Linked DNA regions of Sus scrofa: region 2 is linked to region 1. The links are chromatin contacts, called in public Hi-C maps. All regions are on one chromosome and are shown on one strand. Each heading gives the region's core, a stretch centred on a gene start, on an enhancer-like site or on the middle of the called end of the contact. The rest is flanking DNA. Distances are from core to core; before and after follow the strand shown. Region 1 overlaps JAML (junction adhesion molecule like). Region 2 has its middle 20 kb from the start of MPZL2.

Region 1 (6,382 bases), core at 2,700-5,199:
TTCATAATATTTTCTTTTGCTTTTTTCCCATTGTGCCTCTTTCCCGCTGGGCAGGAAGTTAATGTTCTTCCAGGAACACAATTTGGATGAAAAGTTTAGCTTGGTATCAGATTGCGTTATGAACTTTGCTTAAAGCTCTTTTGAAGGAACTCTGTCCAGTTAAGGCCTAGGCTCGTGTCTCCCATAAATACTGTCCTGCCTTTCATTTCTTCTTTCTTTTTTTATTGGCCACACCTGTGGCATGGCATATGGAAGTTCCTGGGCCAGGGATTGAATCCAAGCGGCAGCTTTGGCCTGAACAGCAGCTTTGGCCTCTGCCACAGCTGCAGCAATGCTGGATCCACTGTGCCATAGCGGAAACTCCCTGCTTTTCATTTCTTAATTGACTTTGTAGTTGATTTGTATAGAGCACGACTGAAAAATCAGAAGCATCTTTCTAATTTTTTTTTCAGGGACTTCTTGAAATGACTTGGCAGTAAACACATGATGGGGTCAGCTGCTTATTCAAATGAGTAAGAGGAAGAGCCTATGAATTGGAAAGCCAGGAGCAGAGGGAGGGGGAGCAGGTGGGGAAGTGGGGGCAGGGACTAAAACAGAAAGAAAAGTCAGGAGGAAAGCTGTCTGTTGTCTTGGCCTAAGTAGCAAGCAGTCCTGTGACCTGTGCTCTAGCCAGAATTGTCCTCAGCAAGTCCTAAGACAACTTGTAAAAGAATAAAAGAAATTGAAGAGAGTCACTCATGATTCACTTTTTCAGCCAGGAGAGCCAGTGAGTTATTTATAAGAATGAGAGTTCTATAACTTTCCGCTTCCTGTTTATGTTAAGCAGATGTGGGTATCTAAATTGGTGAACAGAAAGTGGGGGGCTTCAAGGTTTTCTGTACTTTATTACAAGCTTGAAGTGGAGTCGGGGCTTGTGGGAGAAGTTCTGGAAAGGCAAGAAAGAAAACCAGAAAGTGTTGATTGCATTATGAAGTCAGCGTGGGACCCCTCAGACTTGATGTATGTGGGTAGCTAGAGAGTATTTTCTTACCCTTGGGGTATCAGGTTGATTTAAGTGAGAGGCCTCTGAGTACTTGGACCACACAGAATCATCTGGATTGTCTGTGGAGGGAATGTATACAGTATTTGGTGGTGACATTGATTTTACCGAGTATCTTTGGCTAAACATTTTCTTCTCTAGCTGTTCTTTGGCTTCTATAGCTTCTAGAGATATTGTTATTATTATTTTTGCTTTTGGGGGCCAAACCTGAAGCATATGGAAGTTCCCAGGCTAGGGGTCAAATCGGAGCTGCAGCTGCCAGCCTATACCACAGCTCACAGCAGCACCAGATCCCCAACCCACTGATTGAGGCCAGGGATCGAACCCTCATACTCATGAATACCAGGTGGATTCATTTCTGCTGTGCCACAATGGGAACTCCCTATAGATATTATCTTGAGTTTGACTTGATTTACCATTTTATCCCCAGAGCTCATGGTTCAGGTGGGTGATTCGATCAAGATGGGATGTGTTTTCCAGAGCACAGAAGAGAAGCATGTGACCAGGATAGAATGGATGTTCTCATCAGGAGAGCACGCCCAGGTAAGGAGGAGAAACCATCACGGTGTAGAAGCAGCCCCTGGCCGACGGTGTCAGGACAGAGTGGGATAGGAGGAATCTAGGCACCAGGTGCCATGTGGTGGTATTGCAAAGGTTTGGACTTTGGAGCTTGTCCTAACTGGGCTTCTTGGCTCAGCCACTTAGCTGGGCAGTTTCAGCTTCCTGCTGGGAAAACTGACTCTAATGAAGATGATGAAGAAGAAGTTGAGCTGTTATTGCTCAACTTTTCGGGTTGTCAAAATGCAAGTAGGAGCAGTCTACGTAGAGCGTTTGTACATGGCTTGGCCACTGCCTTTTAGTTTCTTTCCTCTTCTCCTCTTTGTAGGGTCATTGGAATAACGAAGGGGATGATTTTTGTGGCCTTGCCAGGAAAGCCATGGGCCAGACATGAGAGTGCATTCTTCTTCTTTTTCTTTTTCTTTTTTTTAAAGATTTAAAGAGCTTATTTTTCTTCTTATTCTTCTTTTTTTTTTTTTTTTTTTTTTTTTTTTTTTTAGTCTTTTTAGGGCCATACCTGCGGCATATGGAGGTTCCCAGGCTAGGGGTCAAATCAGAGTTGTAGCCGCTGTCCTACACCACAGCCACAGCAATGCAGGATCCTAGCCATGTCTGCGACCTACACCACAGCTCATGGCAACGCCGGATCTTAACCCACTGAGCAAGGCCAGGGATCAAACCTGCATCCTCACAGATTCTAGTCAGATTTGTTTCCACTGAGCCATGATGAGAATGCCTCTTCTTTTTTTCATTCTTATTCTCATTTGGTTATTCTTTGAGTTTTCTTCTGTGCCCTGTTGCCCCAGTTATGGGATTTTCTTTTCTTTTTTTTGTCTTTTCTTTTTATGGTGGCACCGTGGCATATGGAAGTTCCCAGGCTAGGGGTCAAATTGGAGCTGTAGCTACCGGCCTATGCCACAGCCACAGCAATGTGGGATACGAATGGCATCTGCAACCTACATCGCAGCTCATGGCAACATCAGATCCTTAACCAATGTCAGGGATCGAACCTGAATCCTCATGGATACTAGTCCAATTCATTTCTGCTGAGCCACAGAGGAACTCCCCAGAGTTCAGTTTTAGACACATTTCAGGTACCTATTGGAAATCCAACTGGAAATACCATAAAAAGTAAATACCATAAAAAAAACCCTTTACTTTTTATGGTATTTCCGGTTGGATTTCCAATAGGAAATAAGGAAATAAGGTACTTAACTGAAGAAGTACAAAACCCAGGAAGTCCCTCATTCCCACTTTCTTCATCCTCCTCTTGAGATAAAAGAGTTGTCATGGTTTGGTGACATCCATCACAACTATGTGTATGCAGACACACGTTCGGACATGACTTTGTGTTACCCAGTACTCTCTGATAATACCTTTACTGCTTCCTTGTGAGTCCTGAGAGCTCCCCTGTCCACCTTCCCTGCACCCCTCTACCCCAGTTCTTTCATCTCAAATGTCTTGCCTTACCTTTCCAGGAGGAGATTGTGTTGTCCTATGACCCCAAACTCAACGTGCCCATGGGGTCCCCTCGGAACTGGGACCGCTTCCAAAACCGTGTGAACCTGGTGGGCGACATTTCCCGCAATGATGGCTCCATTATGCTCCGAAGAGTGAAGAAGTCTGATGGAGGAAGCTATACCTGCAGTATCCACCTGGGGAACCTGACATTCAGGAAGACCATTGTGCTGCATGTGATCCTGAAAGAGCCCCGAAGTATTTAACATTTGGGTGGGGAGGGAGGAGGGACCTCATAGCTGGTAGGCATGGCTAGGACCAGGGTGAGGCTGGAGAGGTGCAACATTGGCTTGAAGGTGCAACATTTAAGGCGCATCTCTCTCAGGTGTTGTACTTACGTGACCCTGATAAGCCCAGGGTTAGTACTTCTCAAGTGTTTGTACCCTGTGATTGCATGACCTTTGAGAGTGATACCTCCATAAATTTGGTGCCCCTGGCACCTTTTTTGCCTCACCCTCGTTCTTCCCTGCTGGTGGGTCAGGGAAAAAAGGGCTAGTATTTTGTGAATACCAGGCCTCTGCCAGACCTCACTCGTCGTTGGTATAATATACCAATTTAAAGATACAGGAGCTGGGAAATGGATTGGAGTTATATTTACTTGGCTTCAAGGGTTATGCTCTATGCTCTGTAGTGGAAGGGAAGGTGATCCTGAGCTGGTGAGAGACAGCAAAGAACAGAGAGGAAACAGGAAGGGGGCCAGGACCAAAAATAGAGGGGTTTTCTGATCAAAGATTCTGTATCCTGGCAAACACTGTGCATTAAGGCCAGTGGTTTGTAAGAGAATAAAGACTCAATCGTGTTGACTGAGAGAGTTTGATAAGTGAGGGGTTAAAGTTAAACCATAACCCACTTCGCAGTCAGGATGTGGCCTGTGGACTTTGCCTTTTGCTAGGGCCCCAGGGGTTGGCTGTGGTTGGTTGGGGGTGGGATGGGGGGAGGGTGGAACACACCTCAGTACCTCTGGCCAGAGACTTAAGTCGATGGAGGTACCTTCTTGTTAATAGCAGGGTCCTAGCTGGAGAGGGCAGTAGGACAGATGGCTTTCCTCATTCTCAGAAGTTCTATCTCCACTTCGCAGAAAAAATAGAAGCCATTGGCGGGAACGCACTCAACTTCCAAGCCCTCCCTTCCTGCCCACAAACGTACCCATGTCTGCCCCCATCCTTATCTCTGTCCCGCCATCCTCTGCTCCTTTCCGCCTCCGCCTGGGGCTTATCTGAGCCCCTGTGCTCAGCTGGGGCTCCCTCCCTCTCAGGAACCTCACAACATGGAGCTTTAAGCTCGTGCTTTCCATGGGATTCTACCATTCAGCGTACACATATACTCAATTCTTCCTCTAACCTGTGTCCTTGGCTGCTTTAACTCATCTATCTCTTTTTTTTCTTTTTTTAAAGCGGCTACACCCATGGCATATGGAAGTTCTTGGGCCAGGGATTGAATTTGAGCTGCAGCTGCGACCTATGCCACAGCTGTGGCAACACTGGATCCTTTAACCCACTGCACCCAGCCAGGGATCGAACCCATGCCTCCATGGCGAACTGCTGCAGGTGGATTCTTAATCCGCTGCACCATGGTGGAACTCTGGTTTTTCTTTTTCTTAGAACAGATTTATTGAGTTACAACTCACATACCGTACAGTTCACCCATGTACAACTCTGGTTTTTAGTGTATTCCAAGTTGTGCAACCTTCATCACAATCATTATAGAGTTCTTTCCTGACACAGCCAAGTAGCTTGCTTGCTAAAGGGCTGTACCCAGCGTCTCCTATCTCCTCTCCCATTAACTCATAGTGCATCACATTCCTACTTCTGCTTCTACCTCCACTGTCGCATGATTTCCAGTGATACTCTAATGGTACTCAGCCTCAGCCTTCTCAGTAGTATTATTGAACCCCATGCTCTACATATATTCAGTATGTTCTATGTTAGACACAACTTGTCCGTCTGTCTATCCATCCATCCATCCATCTACTTACCTACCTACCTCTATGTATATGAATTCCACCCAAATATTTCGCAAATACTTCAAATATAGCACGTCCAAATCCACCCCTGCTCACCTCTCCCCAGCCCACCTCTTCAATGCAGTTAATGCCACCACCACCTACACAGTTAGCCCACGGGATGCCTGGGAGTTGCACTTGATTCTTCCCTGTCCTATGACCCCAAAGTCGACAGGTTGACAAGTCCTGTCGTTTCTCCTGCTGACTTTGGAGCTGCCTTCTTTCCAGTCCATCACCATTACCTTATCCTGGCTGTCGTCATCTCTGTCTTGGACTGTAGGCCTCTAACCCGACTCTGCTTTCATTCGCAGTCATTGCCTCTCATTTTTCATGCAGCTCAGTGCCATCTTTCTAAATCACAAACCTGAACTGTTTAGTCTCTCAGTGTCTCCTTCATTGCCTACAGAGAAAAAAGCTAAACTCAGTTGAGATAATCAAGGTCCTTCAAGACTTAGATCCTATTATCTAGCCAGCCTCCTTCCCCACCACACCCCCACACACTACCCCTGAGCCAGACCCATGGAACTCTTGCAAGTTTCCCATCAGGCCTGCAGACCTTATGCATAATGTCCCCTCCATCCTCCCCCATATTGTTTGACAAAGAACCTTTTTTTTTTTTTTTTTTTTAATTGGAGCTGCAGCTGCCAGCCAAAGCCATAGCAACACCAGATTTGAGCTGCATTTGCAACCTACACTGCAGCTCACGGCAACACCAGATCCTTTAACCCACTGAGTGAGGCCAGGGATTGAATGTGCATCCTCATGGATTCTAGTCAGGTTCTTAACCCACTGAGCCACAATGGGAACTCCACGCCAATGATGTGTCTTTTAAGACTTGGCTTAGGAGTTCCTATCATGGCTCAGCGGAAACGAATCTGACTAGTGTCCACGAGGACCCAGGCTCAATCCCTGGCTTCGATCAGTGGGTCTGGGATCCAGCATTGCCATGAGCTGTGGTGTAGGTCACAGACACAGCTGGATCTTGCATTGTAGGTCAGTGGCTACAGCTCGATTCAACCCTTAGCCTGGGAACCTCCATGTGCTGTGAGTGTGGCCCCAAAAAGACCAAAAAAAAAAAAAAAAAAAAAAAAAAAAGAAAAGACTTAAACTTTAAAACTTTGGCTGACAAATTCTCAGGTTCTGCTCCCCATAGAGCTGGGCACCCATTTCTCTGTGCCCCTCTGTACTGCATATGGACTGCTCTCCTAGCCACTATAGCAGTCTGTGGTTTTCTGTTTATGTTTATCCTTCTCCCCTCAAGGCAG
Region 2 (6,382 bases), core at 1,215-3,714, 82 kb before region 1:
ACTTATTATGTACCTCTTGAAGGAAGAACATGATACCACCTGAGTTTGCTTGTTTACAAAAATTCAACCTTGAATCTGATTGACCTCAGTCAAATCTATAGCATGATGCTCAGGTGTGGTCAGCATCTAACGGCATCACTTGTTAGAAATGCACAATTTTAGGACTAGCCCCAGATCTGAAACAGAAACCCTGAAGGTGGGGCTTTGTGAGAACCCAAGGGAAGAACTTTGGATTTAAACACAGAATCCCCTGAAAGGGCTGTAGTCGTATTTTATTTATTTTTTAATTATCTTTTTTGGGGACTCATCTGTGGCATATGGGAATTCCCAGGCTAGGGGTTGATCAGAGCTACAGCTGCTGGCCTATGCCGCAGCCACAGCCACAGCCACAGCAGGTCCGAGCTGCATCTGTGACTACACCACAGCTCATGGCAACACCACATCCTTTAACCCACAGAGCAAGGCCAGGGATTGAACCTGCATCCTCATGGATACTAGTCAGGTTTTGTTTGTTTGTTTTGTCTTTTTGCCTTTTTTCTAGAGCAACACCTGCGGCCTATGGAGGTTCCCAGGCTAGGGGTCCAATCGGAGCTGCAGCCGCTGGCCTACGCCACAGCTACAGCAACGTGGGATCGAGCCGCCTCTGCGACCTACACCGCAGCTCACGGCAATGCTGGATCCTTAACCCACTGAGCAAGGCCAGGGAATCGAACCTGCAACCTCATGGTTCCTAGTCGGATTCGTTAACCTCTGCGCCACGATGGGAACTCCGTGGATACTAGTCAGGTTCTTAACCAGCTGAGTCACAATGCAAACTCCTCTACCATTTACTTTGTAGTGGGAGAGAGCAGAGCAGGATGGTTAGGCAAAGCACTTTGTATCATTTTCTCCATCTGTGAAAAAGAATAGAATTGAATAATACAATATGTTCAAATGATTTTCTTTTCTTTCTTTTTTTTTAAAGCCTTTACTTTTGTTTATTTATTTTTGCTTTTTTTTTTTTTTTTTTTTGTCTTTTTAGGGCTGCACTTGCAGCATATGGAGGTTCCCAGGTTAGGAGTCAAATCAGAGCTGTAGCAGCCGGCCTACACTGCAGCCACAGCAACACAGGATCTAAACCGTGTCTGTGACCTACACCACAGCTCATGACAACACCAGATCCTTAACCCACTGAGAGAGGCAAGGGACTGAACCTGCGTCTTCATGGATACTAGTCTGGTTCATTAACCACTGAGCCACGACAGGAGCTCCTCAAATGATTTTCAGAGAGCTTTGCAGATGCAAGTTTCTAGTATCAATTGTCTATGAAGTCCTTGAAGCCAGATATGAAATCCTCTAGTATGTCTTTAACACAAGGTGGGGCATATATCAAATGCTCTTTAAGTTTTTAGCCTCAGTTTTTGTATTCAATAAAATCATTATTTATTAAAATGAATGAATGAGTACATTCCAAATTCTAAGTTTCAGGCCCCTGGGTTGATTCATTCATTCAATAATTAAGACCTATAGTGAGTAAAAGTAGGAGACACATTCTGACAATTATTATTTAATATATTACACATATTCAGATAGAATCTATTACATATATTATAGATATATTTGCTCCCATCCTTTCATGAGGCTCCGAGGCTGAAAATAGTGGAAGGCGGAAGTGTAGATTTTTCAGTCATGGAGATGATCTTCACTTCGGTACAAAAGACGCCAAGTTAAAGCTGGGGCTCAGTTTTAGGTCTTCACCATCAGTGCTTCTTTGGGTTCCACCAGAGGGCGCTCCACACCGCATAGCTTCCCTGAGGTGTGGGACACATAGGAGCCTATCTGGTAGACATGCAGTCCCTCACTTAGCAAAAGCACATTGACCCTCTGCAATGTCACCAACAGTTATAGGTGCTGAGGATACAGAGACAAAAAGACCTGGACTCTGCCCTCAAGGGACTCAGAGTGGAGACAGACATGTACACAGGTAATGATGGCACAGAGCAACAAGGGCTATAATAAAGGTGTTACCAGGTGTAAGGAGCTATTAACATTGGCTCCAGGGGTCAGGGAAGCCTTCATAAAACGCAAGCTTAATTTTGAAAGGCAAATAAGAATTCATCAAGTGGACAAAGTAGACAAAATAGCAGAGATATATGCGAAGGTCAGAACACGCGTGTGATTCATTTGGCCTGGCTAAGAACAAGCTTCAAGGAGCCTGGAAAATGAGGAAGTACGGCTGCATCGTTGGTGGGGCCAGATTATGAAAGGCCTTATTCTGTGATGAGAGAAGAGCCCCTTAGTGTGTAATCCAGCTCAGGACTGTAAACTCTAGGAGGAGTTTTATACCCTGTCGTAGCTGTGCACAAAACAGTTCTTTAGTTTTCTGTCTTTGTGTTTTTTTGGCCACGCCCAAGGCATGTGGGAGTTCCCAGCCTAGGGTCAAACCTGCACCGCAGGCACAACCCCAGCTGCTGCAGTGACAATGCCAGATATTATTAACCCGCTGCATCACAAGGGAACACCTAGCTTTTTGTCTTCGAAAGGAACCTCAGGGAGCCTATACACACTTGACAAGATCATCACTGACCTGATTTTATACTCAATGTCATCTGGTGACTCATTTTCTCACATTTTTCAGATTTGATCCATGTGACTTTGTGTCTGAAAATCAAACTAGCTCTCAAAAGCATGAAGATCTGCCATCATGAGGAATCTCAAAAACATTGTGGTTCAGACTGTTAAGGCAGTTCCAGAAGAGTCATTTTAGAAACGTTTGAGATAACGCCAGCGTCGTTAGAATAAGCGCTTGCACTCAGGGAGGCAGCTCTCAACGATCATTTGTATCCTGTCTTTCTTTGAAAGCCTCATTTCCTCTGGTTAAAAGTAGTGTAGCTCAGCAAGACTGAAGACACTGGGACAGACTGGAAGAAAACCACAAGGTCGCTGAGAGTTTTTCCCTGTCTTCCGCTTTGCAAAGCTGGGGACGGACCTCCCCCCCAGGGGGCTGGGCGGGAGGGCTTTCCCTCTTCGGCTCTGAATCATCAGAGAAGACTCACATCCTGTTTGCCTGGACAAGCAGCGGGCTGCCTTTTCCACCCAGCAATGCTTCTGAGCCGACAAGTCCAACCTGCTCGCTGTTCCCTTGCAGGCATCAAGCCTGGATGGGGAGTGGAAGGGAGGGCGGAGAGGCTGCTGTGCCTTAGCTAACTCAGCACCTTCGCTTCTCAGTGTTCAGTGGCTCTATCATGAGAAAAAGTGGTCCTCAGCCCTTGCAGCAGCCGAGATATTCTGAGTAGGACTGAGTTTTGAGGATGAACCACTTTAAATCAGAACAGCAGGAGTTCCCGTCTTGGTGCAGTGGTTAACGAATCCGACTAGGAACCATGAGGTTGCTGGTTCGATCCCTGCCCTTGCTCAGTGGGTTAACGATCCGGCGTTGCAGTGAGCTGTGGTGTAGGTTGCAGACGCGGCTCGGTTCCTGCATTGCTGTGGCTCTGGTGTAGACTGGCAGCTACAGCTCTGATTCGACCCCTAGCTTGGGAACCTCCATATGCTTCCCTGGCCTCTATCAGTGGGCTGGAGATCTGGCGTTGCTGTGAGCTCTGGTGTAGTTCGAAGACGTAGCTCAGATCTGGCCTTGCTGTGGCTGTGGCGTAGGCCAGCAGCTGCAGCTCTGATTTGACCCTTAGCCTGGGAACCTCCGTATGCCTCCAGTGTGGCCCTAAAAAGCAAAGAAAAAAAAGAAGACTGGAGGGGTCCTGAGAGTGTCAAATAGGGTGACTCTACATTCTGATGTCCCTGGGAAAGCCCTAGTGTATGCCTGTTTTTCCAGTGTAAATATCAATAATGCCACTTTCACTCTCAACACTGTTCCAGTTCAGACAATAAATTGAATGGTCACCCACACCCATGTTTACTGAACACCTACACTGTGCTAAATACTGTATTTGATTCATAAGATAGGGTATTTTTTCTAAGAAGCTGATAAACTTAAAAAATATATATACATATATATATACATATATATTTTTTCCCTTTTTAGGCAACACCATGGCATGCAAAATTCCTGAGCCAGGGATTGAGCTCAAGCCACAACAGTGACACCAAATCCTTAACCACTAGGCCTCCAGGGAACTCCCTTTTTAAAGTGTATTTGATTTACAATATTGTTTTAGTTTCAGGTATACAGCACAGTGATTCTTTTTTTTTGTTTTTGGGGATTATATTCCATTATGTTTCTTATTAACTTATTAAGATATTGGGTATAATTCTCTATTCTGTACAGTAAATCTTCATTGCTTATCTATTTTGTGTATAGTAGTTCGTATTTGTTAGTTCCACACCCCTAATTTGTCCTTCCCCCTTCCCTCTTCCCTTTGGTAACCATAAGTTTATTCTCTATGTCTGTGAGTCTGTTTTGTTTTGTATATACATTCATTTGTATTGTTTTTTAGAATCCACAAATGAGTAATGTCATAATATTTGTCTTTCTTTGTCTGACTCATTTTACTTAGTGTGATAGTTTCTAGGTCTTATTTTACTTAGTATGCTAGTCTCTAGGTCCATCTCTGTTGCTGCAGATGTCATTATTTCATTCCTTTTTTTTCTTTTTGTGTTTTTTATGGCCACACTCACAGCATTTGGAAGTTCCCAGGCTAGGGGTCAAATTGGAGCTGCAGCTGCAGGCCTGTGCCATGGCCACAGCAACTCAGGATCTGAGCCTCGTCTGTAACTTACACCGCAGCTCATGGCAATGCTGGATCCTTGACCCACTGAGGGAGGCCAGGGGTTGTACCTAAATCCTCATGGATACTAGTTGGATTTGTTACAGCTATGCCGCAATGGGAACTCCCTGGATGTGATTTTAAATGAGATTTTCTTTTACTTTCTTTCTATTTCTTTATTACTGTGTAGAAATGCAAAAGACTTCTGTTTGTTAATCTTGTATCCTGCTACCTTGCTGAATTCATTTATTCTAACAGTTTTTGTGTAGAGACTCTCACATTTTCTATGCAGAATATCATGTAGTGATATTTACTTCTCTCTTCCAATTTAGATACTTTTAATTTCTTTTTCTTGTCTGATTGCTGTGTCTAGGACTTCTGATACTATGTTGGATAGAAGAAGTGAGAGTGGGCATCCTTATCTTGTTAGTGAATTTAGCAGGAAGGCTTCCAGCTTTTCACTATTGAGTATTATATTGGCTGTGGGTTTGTCATAAATGATCCTTATATTACTTTGATAAGAGTTATATTACTTTGATAAGAGTTTTTAGTAACCATCTCTGTTTCATTGAGCTGTTACAAATATTTGATAAAATTGTCACATCTAGGAGTTCCCATCGTTGGTGTAGCGGAAATGAATCCGACTAGGAACCATGAGGTTGCAGGTTCGATCCCTGGCCTCACTCAGTGGGTTAAGGATCCAGTGTTGCCATGAGCTGTGGCATAGGTCACAGATGCAGCTCGGATTTGGCATTGCTGTGGCTCTGGCACAAGCTGGAAGCTACAGCTCTGATTAGACCCCTAGCCTGGGAACCTCCATATGCTGCAGGTGTGGCCCTAAAAAGACAAAAGACAAAAAAAAAAAAAAAAAGACAAGACTGTCACATCTGATTGGCACTCAAACTTCTCTTTGTTCCACTATACTTTCATTAAAATGTAGGGTGTAGGAGTTCCCGTCGTGGCTCAGTGGTTAACCAATCCGACTAGGAACCGTGAGGTTTCGGGTTCGATCCCTGGTCTCGCTCGGTGGGTTAAGGATCTGGCATTGCCGTGAGCTGTGGTGTAGATTGCAGACAAGGCTTGGATCCCGAGTTGCTGTGGCTGTGGTGTAGGCTGGCAGCTACAGCTTCAATTTGACCCCTAGCCTGGGAACCTCCATATGCCACAGGAGTGGCCCTAAAAACACACACACACACACACACAAAAAAAAAGTAGGGTGTAAGTTGTAGAGACTCCGTCTTTTTTAAGTCAAGTTTTTATTCATATACCCATAGAAAACTGTACAAATCAGATGTGTACAGCTGGATAAATTTTCACACAGTGAACATAGCTATGTAACAAGCACCAAGATTGAGAAATAGAGTTCAAGGGCTCCTAAAGCCACCCTCATACCCTCTTTCCATTCAGCCCTTACCCTAAGGATAACCACTATCCTACCTTTTACCGGCTTAGATAAGTTTTGCCAGTTGTTAAACTCAATATAAATTAAACCATAGAATGAATACTTAGACTTTTAAAAACATGCAAATTCATTGTCATTCTTTACAGAATGGGTTACTTCAACCAAATATCCAGATTTTCCATTTCTTTCTTTTTTTTTTTTTTTTTTTGTCTTTTTGCTATTTCTTGGGCCGCTCCCACGGCATATGGAGGTTCCCAGGCTAGAGGTCGAATTGGAG

The links. Hi-C and Micro-C count contacts between places; a contact is called where the count stands out from the background.
Region 2: a contact with region 1 is called in a Hi-C map of liver, with 2.7 times the contacts expected there. The contact joins two enhancer-like sites. A contact is called at or near these places in 2 of 5 promoter capture datasets (fetal liver and liver), 31 of 47 Hi-C or Micro-C datasets (alveolar macrophages, blood, brain and 15 more) and 2 of 2 datasets of contacts at active chromatin or transcription factors (alveolar macrophages and skeletal muscle).

Annotation. Positions count from the first base shown.
Region 1 is chr9:45,514,803-45,521,184 of Sscrofa11.1, reverse strand. JAML (junction adhesion molecule like) reads left to right here. Exons shown (of 10, transcript NM_001244730.1): 5 at 1,470-1,582; 6 at 3,076-3,313. Among named protein-coding and RNA genes, the nearest start is that of JAML, 15 kb to the left of the region's middle. Within about 2 kb of position 3,949, at least 16 of the 83 cell types and tissues checked have an H3K27ac peak or open chromatin away from gene starts, as enhancers often do. A contact at or near this core is called in fetal liver, liver and retroperitoneal adipose tissue, where this site is marked.
Region 2 is chr9:45,594,978-45,601,359 of Sscrofa11.1, reverse strand. No RefSeq gene overlaps it. Among named protein-coding and RNA genes, the nearest start is that of MPZL2, 20 kb to the right of the region's middle. Within about 2 kb of position 2,464, at least 34 of the 83 cell types and tissues checked have an H3K27ac peak or open chromatin away from gene starts, as enhancers often do. A contact at or near this core is called in fetal liver, liver and retroperitoneal adipose tissue, where this site is marked.